Linked DNA regions of Mus musculus: region 2 is linked to region 1. A link is a contact called in public Hi-C data. All regions are on one chromosome and are shown on one strand. The core of a region is the stretch at or near the end of the contact, and the rest is flanking DNA. Distances in the headings are between cores, read along the strand shown.

Region 1 (6,641 bases), core at 3,983-6,482:
GTCCGTAAAAACACAATCTCAGGGTTCACAGTGTGATCAAATATTCTGCAACATCTGCATGATGGTTTCAGGCTGTGAGTATTGCTTTTTAACTCTTAATGGTGCCAAAGTGTGGGGGTTACTTTCCTATCTACACAGAACAGATTCTGCCACCCAGTAATGATTTTAATAGATACTTAATTAAGAAAAGACTATTACATCATGAATTTAGGAGAAAATTTTCAGGGGTAGTCTCTCTCTCTCTCTCTCTCTCTCTCTCTCTGTATGTGTGTGTGTTAATATTTCTTTTTAAAAAACAATATCCCATGGTAATCTAGAACAATTAAGATTTTATATTGCATTGCATTTTAATTTATTAAGACATATTCTATCCTTGAAGTAGAAATACTTTATATCCTAGATTTCAGCAGGTAAAATGTACTTTTAGTTTAGTGTCTTAAAATCATTTTATGTTTCTTCATCTGGGGGATGGAACACACACATATCATGCCAAGCACGGAGAGGTTGGAGGAACACCTGTAATACTAGTCCTCTCCTGCTAGAATGTGGGTTACAGAGCAAGGTCAGGTCATTGACTTGGGTTAAGCACCTTAAGCGCTGAACCATATCACAGGCTTTGGGGTTAGATATTTACTTGCCAAAGAACTCTGGACAGTATTCTGGTTTTGTTTTTTCCAGTAAAATTCTCTTGAATTTAAATACTTTTGAACTTATGGGGAAAACCTTGCAACTCTAAATATTACATACCACTGATGTTTTTTTATTCCAATAGATAATAGATGAGACTAAACAGGAACATTGATTTTAAAAACTAAATGAACAAACTACTTGTTCTGCACTGCAGATAGGAGTGGTATGTGTGTGTGTGAGTGTGTGTGTGTGTGTGAGTGTGAGTGTGTATATGTGTGTGAGTGTGTGTATGTGAGTATGTGTGAGTGTTTGTATGTGTGTTTGAGTGTGTGAGTGTGTGTGTGAGAGTGTGTATGTGAGTGTGTGTATATGAGTGTGTATGTGTGTGTAAGTGTGTGAGTGTGTGCGTGTGTGTGTGTGTGTGTGTGTGTGTGTGTGTGTGTGTGAGAGAGAGAGAGAGAGAGAGAGAGAGAGAGAGAGAGAATGAGAACCCAGGAGAAAGGGATTTGCTGAAAATTCATCTAAGCAAACAGTTCAGAGTTAGGCAAAGCAACTTCCTCTCTTAGGGTTCACAGTTCAAAGGCACTGGGTCTGAGGGTGCTATTAGCTCTGTTTCCTCTAAATGCAGAAGCTTAAAAAATGGGCCTTAGATAAGTAGTTTTTTTTTAATGACTTAATTTCATTGTTTTGCATAGGATTCTGAGAATTCCTTAACTCAAGGTACAATCTAATTACAGCTTGATTTCTCTGTGGGGAAATATATTACCCTAGTCTCAAGTTACTTTTTGATTGCTCTCCTCTGTGTCTACTGCAGTACTGGATTACAGCCCAACCATTTCTTTCCCCTCAGTCACATCTGTATTGGATGTTGAGTATTGCGGTGGATTTGATAGCACAGCACCTCATACTGATTCTAGACTGGCAAACGGGATGTAATATTTTGGTTAGGGTGATGTGGTTATATTCACAGAATGCATTCGAATAAAAACATAGATTTGGGAGGGAGTCCTTACTAGTCATTAACATATAAAGGTATTACTTTACAACTCCTTGTGTTTTCAGCCATTTGATAAGTATAGGGGGAAAAAATCCCAATACTTTCATCTACTTCTGCCTTGCAGTACTTCTCATAAATAATTTTCATCATAATTTCAAAGTCTATATTTTAACTCTGTAAGTGTGCACTGTAGTCAGTGTTTCTCTCTCTCTCTCTCTCTCTCTGTCCCTCTCCTTTTCTCTCTCCCTCAAACTTAATGCTTCCTTGGGGATAACAAAGAGACCAAAGTGTTCCCCTTACGGCAAAACAATAAAATCCTGAGATGCTCTGCTGCCTTCCCTTCGTCCCTGCCCTCGCTCCTCATCTCAGCTTCTCTCCTTCCACCTCTTTGGTTCTGATCTGCCTCCTCTCTTTTACACCTGTGATATACGACCCTTGACACACGGTACTTCATGTCCTTGGAGACAAGTCCCTGCACAAGATTCCATGGCCCAAGGTCTTCCCTGCCCCTGCCTCCTGACCCTGCTGCCAGCATCCTTTGCATCTGGCCTCCTTTTTTTTTTCCTTTCAGGCTCACTTGGGAAGGCCAAGGTTTCCGCCAAAAGCATTAGCGAAGCTGTAGTCTACATCCCGAATGAGAAGCCCTGGGACGGGTCTGGAGGACCTGGGTGCCCCCTGCCACCTGCAGCCACACCTGTTCCTGCTCCAGTGACTCCTCAATATTATATTAGACCCAGCTGGGGTCATGGGCCACAGGGACTTCCTGGCTTCCAATTACTCAAGGGTATCTTTATCCTAAAGCTACCGTTTTCCTTTTTCAATTAAATTTGCTACCTTTATTTTTTAAGTTAACAGCGGGTAATGAATGTGGCTGAACTTCTGTTGATTTTTTCCCCCCTCTTTTTAGTTAAAGTTAGAAAGCCAAAAGTTAGCAGTTTTGTAGACGGTGAATCAGAGAGCCTTTGGGAGAAAAATGTTAAAACTTCATTTCAACTGTACAAACAGAACTTGAACTTGTTCTTTCCTATGCCGTGCAGACGTGAGCAACAAACCAACTTCTTCAATATTGACTTCATCTGCAGATCACTCTGTTCCGTCTTCCTAGAACCGGAGCCCCACCATCAACACAGAAAACACCTGATGTAGGCTACGAGATAATATTTAATTTCTATTTTACAAGAAGCCTTTGATCAGAAAAAATCAGAACTTCTCTATTAATCTCTTTGAACTACATAGAGAGAGAGCAATGGTCCAGCTGATTTTTATTATTTTGGGACAAAGCATTAAGGGATACAGACAGCATGCATTTTTAAGAGTTCTCTCAGAATGATTTCTGAAAACTCGTTACATGAATTTTCCATGATTGTGCTTCTGATCGGGGATGGGAAGAACAGTCAATATTCACATAAGAGAAAAAGAGAGAAAAAAAAAAAACACCAGAAAAAAATTGCAGAGAAACCCTAAAGAGGTCTGAAATTGATTCAACATCCCAATACATATGATATCACCAAGGAGTTGCATAGAAAATGAGACAGCATGTAGCCTAAGGAGGAGGAGGTGGATATCTTCCACTTAAAGAACCCAACATTGTTGCAAATTGGGTTGGAATTCCCTGCTAAGTGCAACTTGCTTTTGGAGACCTGTGAGATCCGGACACTTGGACACTTGGCTTCCCTAGGAGCCAGGATCAACGCCCTCTGTCTGTCACTTTCTCTCTCGGTTGAAACCTTTGCTTCCCTTTCCATGAAACCATTATTTGACCTTACCAATGTGGCTATGGGAAGGAGTCCTTTTCTCAAATAGGAACTCTCACTAACAGAATCTCACTGAGTGCCTTGAATCCGCGTCAAAACACAGCCACCTGGCACTAACTCAAACTGAATGAGGGATGAGGACCCAACCTTGGTTTTTATTTTAATCAAAGACACCTGGTTCGGGAGGGTTATCATTTTTCCCCCAAATGATTCCGATATTTTTTTTCTCTCTGTCACATTTTTGATAAAGGACATTAGTTTCCTGCAAAATGCACTGTTTTCCTTTGTGCCCCCCCCCAACCCAGAAAGAGAAAAAAAAGAGAAAAAAAAGAAAGAAGAAAAAGAAAAGAAACAGTATGTATGCATGTGAGGGCTACAGCTTAAGTAATTCATTCACAGAGTATACAAACATTTATTGGTACAAAACCTGCAACATGAGGGTTGGTTTCTTTTCTTTTCTTTTTTTTTTTTTCTTTCTTTCTTTTTTTTTTTTTTTTTTTTTTTTTTTTTTTTTTTTTTTGTTAAAATTTAGCAGTGTTTTCTCAAATCTTCAAAGCTTGCCTTGATGGTGTGCTGGAGTAATTGAACCACTCCGGCTTTTTACATAGGGACATCTTATCTCTCTTTCATTTCCCAGGCTGTGGCTTCTTTTCCATTCCCATGAAATCCATGTACACACTTTAGAAGCCCTCCTGAACAAGCTTGCTTCTAAGTTTCACAGAGCCCTTAGCACGATTTGAATACGAAAGAGATACTGAATAAAAAGCTTTAATCTCTTGTCTGCGCTCCTGCTTTCTCGCCTCCCTTCATCTCCTCCTCTTCCAAGGGCTTTTCTATGTGAGTAAACTGAACATTTTTCTGTTTAAAGTGAAGTGTAACGTTGAAGAAGATGCCTTCTGGAGGTTGGGATGGGGGGGGGGGTGCCTCTCCTGCAAATCTCTTCTGTCAGATTGGAGCTGCACTTGTGAGCCAGCCACGGTGCCTTCTGTTAAAGCTTTACAGGTACAAGATTAGCAAAGAGCTCTCAGTGAACAAAAATCACTCAATCCGCAGAATATACAGGGAGGTATCAGATGTGCCCTCCACCTCAAATGCTGTGGGGCTCTCTCCTCTGATACCTCTTCCCCTCGGTGAGTTGGAACTGCTTGAAAGGATTTTCTGTTCTCTGGTCTCTTGTCAATTTGAATGCCAGGAAATGAGCCCCCTTTGTAAGATTAATTAATAGCAGGAGCGGATCGGCCGAGCCCAATCGCCACTCAACGGAGCTGTAATTGCTACTTTGTGGAAAGGAAAGGGAAAAAAAAGTTTGGGTTGCCGTTTAAGAAGAGGGTTTAAGGAAAGTTCTTTGAACTAGAGGTCTCAGTGCACTGGATTAAGGCAAGAAGCAAGGAGGCCTTTGAAGTTTGCTAAGAGGTTTTGAAGGGGGGAAAAGTTGGGTGGCAAAGGAGAGCTGGCAACATCAAACGCTCACTCTGCTGGCTCCTCACCTGCTTGCTAGCCAGAGGGACCTGCTGCAGCACTGCCTGGCCGGCTGCGGACCAAGGCAAGGATGCTTGACTGGGGGGCAGCTTGGGTCCCTTGCTCGGGACAGGAGCTCAACTGCTTGACTGTTCTTGACAGTACACTCACTAGGAAGAAGCAGACAGGAGGCAAAGGATAGCCAACTCTGATTCCTCCGGCTTTTCAATACCACTCTCCGTCCTAGGATCTTCAAAGCCACTTACAAAACTTCCTCTGCTTATCACTTAGCAATAAGGTATTGATAAGAAAGTCTGGAGTTCCTGCAAGGCGCGGATCTGCCCCCTGTCTGGAAATAGGAATTAGCTTATGCCATGCATTCATTCGCAGCAGGGACAATGTCGCCCCCAAGGGGGTGAAACTAATTCTTGGGTGGGTAGGCTGGGGATAGTAAAACACAGTCTTAGATATTGTGACCATGGTGATTCCCAGAGGAATAAATACCACACAGCCACATCAACAGATAGACTAGAGTAGGAATAATGGAAACCCAAAGAATACTGCCAGTTTCCTTAAGAGTTTCAATTAAAATAAAACATACTGAAGATCACCCATGAAGGCAGAGTCTGTAATAAAATGTAGCATGACTTTCACTTCACATGGGCCATGAGCTGGCCATAGGTTAACTCAGTACATGTACCTCATATTTGATTACATATATATATATTTTTTCTGGAGATTTTCATTGAGATCCCTGGTAGACTTTAATTCTCATCTCTACAAATTATCTATATACTCAGATTTTAAGACTGCTTTTGTCTTGGAAAAAAAACCCATCAGATTCATTTGTTTGGATATATTTGGCTACCTTATGAAATATTTTATGCTTTAAATTCAGAACTTCCAAAATAACCTACAAGATTAAAATGGCTGCTGGTAGAGTGCTTGCCTAGCATATGTGCGGCCTTGCATTCCATCTTCAATCCTGCAATTAAAATAAATAAACTAAACATATATAATATATAAATTAAAAGATATAAAATATAATGTGACCTGAAAGATTTGTTATATTAGCGCAGTTTATCCTACCCATTCAAACTCTGTTGTTTAACTTGTCTTATTTATTACCTTAAGTTTTCATTTCAAGCAAAAATTTAGGAGTTTTGTTTGTTTTGGTTTGTTTGATACCATCAAAGTAATCCAGCAAACAACAAACTAAGCAAGCTTCGGGGTTACTCTGGTGTTTATTAGCTAATTGGGTGGTTTTAAACATTTTATTAATTTAAATTCAAGGATTTGGCTTTCATTTTTAAGACTTCACTACCAAGTGAAGTTGCAATTCAACAAAACGTGTACATTTTTGGTGGCATACTTCAATAGTGAGAAAATACTGAGTTTTTGTTTGGAATACATAATAATGCTGACTTGTCCTCCATTATAGTAATAAGGAGTACTTAAAAGATGGAGAATCAATCCAGCTGGGGGTGAATAAGCAGGATCCTTTAATCCATGTCTGGAGCACGCTTGCCAGTTAGAGATTTTAGTTCTCTCCTGGATGCGAGAAACTTCGGGGATGCTCACCCTTAAACTTTTCCCACCCAGCAATATGTGGCACAGTAGAAGGAAGCCTTCTCTCTCCCAGTGAATTCAGTCCACTGTACTCTGGAACAGCACAGGGGCCCAATAGAGTATCCTTCTCAGCAAAAGAGACCTGTGACATTTCCAGACTCCCCTCTTCATTGACTCTATCCCCACATCAGACTGTGACAGCAGCATGGCCTAGCCCAGCTCTCAGCCCACAG
Region 2 (6,336 bases), core at 2,101-4,600, 1.5 Mb before region 1:
TAGGCAGCTCACTGTGTGGTTGGGGACTGCGATGGTTTTATGGGGATTCTATTGCTATTCTTAAAAGCTCACAGATTTTTTTTTTTTAAAGGGAAAGGGAGCTGAGAAGATATCATGACTTATCAGGTAGGTTAAAACATTACTTTCTCCAAAGTAAGCCTTTGAGAGAGTCATGGCCGAAGAAGAAAGGGTAGACCTTCACTGCTCTGAACTTGAGCTTACTGCCCAGTGGACACACATCCAGAAAACTATCCAATTTTCACAGGTCAGAAAACCGAGTTCTGTAGAAGCTGGGTAACTTTTGTGAGACCAAGTTCCTCAATGACTAAACCCTCTGTGAGCTTAGAAGAAAAGGAGGAGGTAGAGGAGGAGGAAGAAAGGGAGGATGAGGAAGAAGAGGAGGAGGATATTTAAGGTATGAGCTTGAAATTGAAAAGTCAAAAAATAGCAACCACACAGCTCCTGACTCAAAAATAGAGAAATTGTGTAATAACTGAAAATGGAGTTTTAAAGTTCAGTTTGGCAGAGTTTTAAGGGGCCATTTAGGAGGAATCAAAAATCTTATTTTTTTTTTTAAAGAGACCAGCTTCCTCTCTAAGGTATCAACAACAATATGAGGTGAGGAAGGGAGTGGACAAATTGATAAATAAAGTAAACACAAAGAAAATTTATATAGTCTTGACAATTGTAAAGCATCCCTTTTAAGGGTAAGGCAAAACCCCATTATTGGTTGGTCACAACCATTTCCAGCTACGATCTCAAAGGATGCATATGAGCTCTCTATGTCCTGTCTTCTTTATAACAAGCAGAAAGTAAACACAGTTTGGTGTTTAAATAGCTTTCCTCTGGTTGTTGGTCACCTAGTCTTCCTTTAATTTAATAAATCTGTTGCAAGGGCTGGGGAGATGGCTCAGTGGTTAAGAGCATGTGTTGCTCTTGCAGAGAACCCAGGTTCAAATCTCATCACCTACGGGTGATTCGTAAACATTCCTAACTCCAATTCCAGGGGACCTGATACTCTCCTCTGAACTCCATGAAACTAGGCATGTATACGGTACATATACACACATACAGACAAAGCACTCAAGACATATAAAATAAATACATCTTTTAAAATTTGAAAATTAATTAGTCTGTTTCTATAAACCATCTCTGGGCAATGCATGGCAATATTTAGACTTCCTAGGATATGATAGGAGGTTCCTGGGGCTTGGTAAAGGATTGCCTCTTCAGAGATGGGTTTTCATGGGGCTAGGCTGGAAGTATCTACCTGGTTTTGGCATCTACAGTATTTTACTTTCTATGCAGCTGAAGGGAAGTAAATGATTTATAAGAATCACAAAGCATAACACAAGGCCCCACTAGCTGCCTGGCTCCTTGGCTCAGTTACCGGATGCTGTTCTGGATGCTAACTTCTGTGGCTGCATAGTTACTTCCAGGAACTCGCCTGGGTTTCTTTATTGTTCTCAATGCACAGTACACTTATGCTCAGCAAGCCTTCCTCTGTGTGTGAGAGTGCTTGTGTGTGTGTGTGTGTGTGTGTGTGTGTGAGTGAGTGTGTATGTGTGCAAGTATGTGTATAAGTGTGTGTGAGCCTGTATGTGTATGAGTATGTAAATGTGTGTATGGTGAATGTGTGTATGTGTGAGTGTGTGAGGGAGTGTGTGAGTATGAATGTGAGTATGTTTGTGTATGAGTGTGTGTGTGTGTGTGTGTGTGTGTGTGTGTGTGTGTGTGTTCACCCTTCTCCTCAGGAGTGCTCTGGCCATGGCCCTGGAGGGAGAATTGTGTATCTGAGAGCAGGTGTAGGGTGGAAGACAAGGCCAGTGAAGGGCTTCTATCAACCTTTGGTGCCTTTTCTAGCACAGTGCTCCCACTAATGAGCAGAGCCCACTAATGAGAAGAGGCTGGGTCTCTCCTTTTCCAGAGACTGAGCCCATTACCCTTTGGGTCCCCACCAGTCTGAAGGCAGCAGGCCTGCTTCCCAAATGGATGGCTTCCAGCTCAGTGTACCACTCCCATTCCTGGTGCCAGTGGCCGTGAATAACCTCACTTTTGTGCTTTTTAAAAAATATTTCTCTACCCCAGTTCTTTCCACACACACACACACCCCCAAGCTTGGTGGCCCCATGTGGTGATATTTCTTGAAATGTTAGATTCTTTCTTCCTCTATTCCCCCTCCAGTTCTGGAAGCATTTTGTTTCTGTACTGCTTTGTGAATCGGGTACTGAGTCCAGATCCTTGGGGCTTTAAAGTTGAATTAATTATTAAACAGGAAGGGGGCAGTACTTTTAGCAGGCGCCAAGTAACTAACTATACTTATACTGCAAGCTGGCACCGCTCCGCTATCCTGTGCTGTGGTTTGCTGAAGGCAACTGGAGATTTTGATTCTAGTTTTAATCATGCATTTCTGTATGTTTTGGGGCAGTGCAGAGTTGGCAAGCACAGGGCTAGGAAGCCAGGCTCCATCACCTACGGACCATTTTGACCGAAAGAGGGCTTTGGGGTTTTGTTCTGTTTTGTTCCTTTTAAAAGAAATCAGAAATACTTTGCCAGTTCATAAATCAATCTGAAGTTATCCACTTCCAACTGGTTATTTTTACCAGAGACAGGGCGGGCTTCTCTCTATCTATCTATCTATCTATCTATCTATCTATCTATCTATCTATCTATCTATATGTGTGTGTGTGTGTGTATATGTATATATATATGTATATATATATGTATATACATATACATATACATGCGTGTGTATATATTTTTTGGAATTAAAAAAATGTATTCTTGCTGACAATTATATATATATAATTTTCCCCCTTCATTGAAAACAGTGGGGTGTTTTGTTTCCCCCCAAAAGCCATTAGAAGGTTGACTTTGACTTTTTTGCTTTGTGTTATGATCCCTTTTTATTGATGTTGGGGGGGGGATAAGTGGACCAGAATGAGTCTTGTCTTTAAAAATGAAGATATGCCACAGTATTTCTTGACTTCCCGAATGTAGACATTGATACTTCTCACAAACTCACATTCCACTAGATCTGCTGGTCAAGCCTGTCCCAGTCGCGGCCGCGGCGTGTATGGGAACCAGGCATGTATGGGAAATGACAGAGTCCTGTGAATGCAGCTGGGTTAGTGTTTCCCAGGGAACCCAAGTTTTCAAGGTGACATAATAACAGCCTCTGGTAGCGAGGACAAGCTCTCTGACTCTGCCCGCATCGCCTTGCCCGCCTGATTTTCACCTGGCCTCTGGCTCCAGGGCATGCTTCACCAGGCAAGCTGAGGTCCCTCGGGTCTCACCCTGCGGATGCACGGTGGTGGAGACTGTTGGGTGGAGGTGGGGGTGGGGGCGGGGAGGAAGAGCTCTTTGAGTGCAGCTGGGTGTGTGGGCCGGGGTGTGAAGCAGCCTCAAGAGGAAAGAGAACAAAGATTTGGTTAAAAATTTAGATTCATGCTTATAAATTTGGAACATGGGGGAGAGGGAGCGAGGAAGCAACACGCCCCATTCTAGACCCCTCTCAGCCTACTGCTGATAAAGTGTATGTGAACAGACCCCTCGGAACGAAGCAGCTCTTCCAGGTCGCCCCTCAGCACAGGCCTCGACAAGCTACAGTACACATACCTTAGAACGCTTTCAAACTTGCAAGATGTTCTGTGAGCCTGGCTAGCCAAATACTCCTTTGCAGAGCTTACTTTCCCTCCTGGAATTAAAAAAAAATAAGAAAAAAAAGAAAAGTATCCTTGCTGACAATTCTTTCCTCTAAAAAGAATATGTAATTTTGCACCTCCTATATATTATCTAAATCTTAACTGTATAGTTTCCAACAGCTAATACATTTCATTATAATAATCCAATAAATGTAGTTACTGTGAACCAAACCATGAGGCCTAGTAGCTTCTTTTGAAAGATCCGTTAAGAGCCAAGGTTAGGTATCCACGGTAGAGCACTTGCCTCTCATGGGATGGGGCCTGCCACTCAATCTACCCAGTACTGGAAAAAAAAAAACAGTTACAAGAAATCAAGAAAATGTATACCTTTGAACCTTGAAACTGAGCCTTTCAACCACTCCTTACACTTGGGGCAGCAACACTTTATTCTACGCATCAGCTTTTGCCTTAGCTTTGGCTATGGGCTCTTGGTATTTAGGGTTCTGTGCTGGTCACACTGGGCTCATTCTGCTCCTCACCATAGTAACTAATTTAAGACCCATCTTGAAAACAGTATCTTTCTTGTAAGGTTCACGTGTTGAAGGGATGGAGATGGCACAGGTTCTCAGTCTCATTCCCCCCTCCTTTTTAAAAAATATATTCAGAACTGGCTTTACAAATTAAAAGAAAAATTAGATTACTGATCCTTGATTTAGCAAAGGTCCTGGTCTCTCTTACTCAAAAGTGGCTCCTGCTCTTGTCCCTCACCCGACTGAGATTTCCAATTCAAAAATAAAAAGAATATTGACAGCCTTAAATCCACCGTCATAGCAGTGAGTTGTTTATTTGTTTGTTTGGGGTCTTTGTATTCTTTTCCTGGTCTTACGGCTGGTAACTGAAGAAGCTGTACATTTCTTTAAGGAAAGTGTTACACTGTTGGTTGTTGTATAATGAGAATGTTTGTTTAGGAATATTTTGTTTGAGACTTCCTTCCAGGGGAGGGCCTCTTGTCTTACCATAGCACCCTTTGGAAGTGGAAAAAACAGCTTCACTTAGCTGGGAACAAAACTAGCAGACAAAAAATGATAACCCTCTTCACACAAAAAAGTAACTTTAATGTCATGGAGGATATTAATCATGCAGGCATTGATTTTTTTAAAAAACATTTTCCTTCCCTTACTTTTAAGGATAATCAAAAAACAACATGCATACCAATCTATGTTTTCCTGGGGACTTTCTAGGCTGACTGCTACAGAGAAACGAAGTTGGAAAGTGTGTTTCTGTCTGACCACGTCAACTATGCCCTAAAAGCCTACCAAGGTCTTCCTTTCCTTGAGATCAGTCGCTGGCCGGGCTATAGTTAGCCTTCCTAGCATGATGCTCCCAGCTGTAGACGATTTCGGGCTTCCCTACTGAGGTCCTGGGTGAGTCCAGCTACTTGCCAAGAGGCTAGCTGAGTCTGCAGGTGTATGAGCTACAGCCCTAGGCAGAGCTGCCTCTGCCTTCCCCTAAGGTCTCCCAGCCTTTCTGCAGTCCAGATGGTTCCAATCGGAGGCCTACACTCCACGCTGAAGCTGTATTGAGTTTCTTCCCTGAAACCAACAAACCCTGCTTCAGCATTTTGCTTGGATTAAAATATTTGTCCCTTTTTTTTTCACAGGGCAGGAGGAGGGCTCCCGATGCCTCCGAAGGAAGGAAATCATTACAGGCCCTACAGAAGTAGGTCATGTGCTACAGCTGCTCATAGTTTGAGAGGAAGAAACATCGGACCTCAAACCTGGAACACGACTCTTTCAAAATGTTTGTGAGCTGCCCAAGAAAAACATCCTCTCGAGTCTTATCTAATAAGCGTGATCTCTAATCGCCTCAGTGTGTGCCCGGCTTTCCTTAGGACTTTGCACCTCTTTCCCGGAGCTCAGGAGAGGCTCGGGCAGAACACAGAGAGCCTTAATGAAGGGGATTTAATAGTTTGTGTTAAAGCTAATATGGTCCATTAGGAGCTGTCATTTTTATAAACAATGAAGATATGTTACCCTCTTCTGGGGTGGAAAGCTATCCCTCGAAAGACCTTGTAAACATCCAGTAACGATCTGTGGACCACGCATGACCGGCAATTAAAGTACTGCTCAGAAAGTAGGGTTTCCCTCACATATTTGGTTTCTTGCTAAATAAACTCATAAAGATCATACATGTGTAAGCGTACACTTATGTTAGAAACAACAACAACATGAGTGTGTGTATTTCATTAAGGAAATTAAAGGACTGTTATCTCTTCAGTGACTCTGGTTTAAGCTCAAGGAACATCAGCAGGAATTGTTAGTTTAGTTAAGAGACGGCTTTTCAGTCTTAATTCTTATGGTTCTGAAACTTTAGGAAGTCGTAAGATTAAACCTCCCCAGTGCTCAGAAAGGCACAGCTCTGACCCTTAATGGCCATAAATAAAAAAGAATGTCCTCAAAACTTGTTACAAGATACCTGGGAAATTTAGTTTGTAGGTGCAGCAAATTCCAGGGGAGACCATGGCCTTTGAGAGGGAAGGAAGGCGCTTGAAAAGCTGAGGTCTCAGCAATCCTCTGACTTTGTAAATAGAATTTGCTCCTTTTTGCATACAAACACACACACGCACATGCACTTGCACACGCACGCATCCTTTTTTTTCTCTTAAAGACAAATGATTATTTTTCACAGATTC

Evidence for each region. Hi-C and Micro-C count contacts between places; a contact is called where the count stands out from the background.
Region 2: a Hi-C map of cerebral cortex shows a contact between it and region 1, with 7 times the contacts expected there. The contact joins two enhancer-like sites. A contact is called at or near these places in 1 of 15 datasets of contacts at CTCF or cohesin (pro-B cells), 14 of 484 Hi-C or Micro-C datasets (brain, cerebellar granule neurons, cerebellum and 9 more), 2 of 115 datasets of contacts at active chromatin or transcription factors (astrocytes and kidney) and 2 of 9 other capture datasets (embryonic tail and embryonic trunk).

The regions. Positions count from the first base shown.
Region 1 is chr1:41,273,347-41,279,987 of GRCm38.p6, reverse strand. No RefSeq gene overlaps it. Among named protein-coding and RNA genes, the nearest start is that of 4930448I06Rik, 95 kb to the right of the region's middle. RefSeq lists an enhancer at 3,942-5,512. Within about 2 kb of position 5,232, at least 11 of the 459 cell types and tissues checked have an H3K27ac peak or open chromatin away from gene starts, as enhancers often do. A contact at or near this core is called in cerebral cortex, where this site is marked.
Region 2 is chr1:42,771,140-42,777,475 of GRCm38.p6, reverse strand. No RefSeq gene overlaps it. Among named protein-coding and RNA genes, the nearest start is that of Dalir, 24 kb to the right of the region's middle. Within about 2 kb of position 3,350, at least 18 of the 459 cell types and tissues checked have an H3K27ac peak or open chromatin away from gene starts, as enhancers often do. A contact at or near this core is called in cerebral cortex, where this site is marked.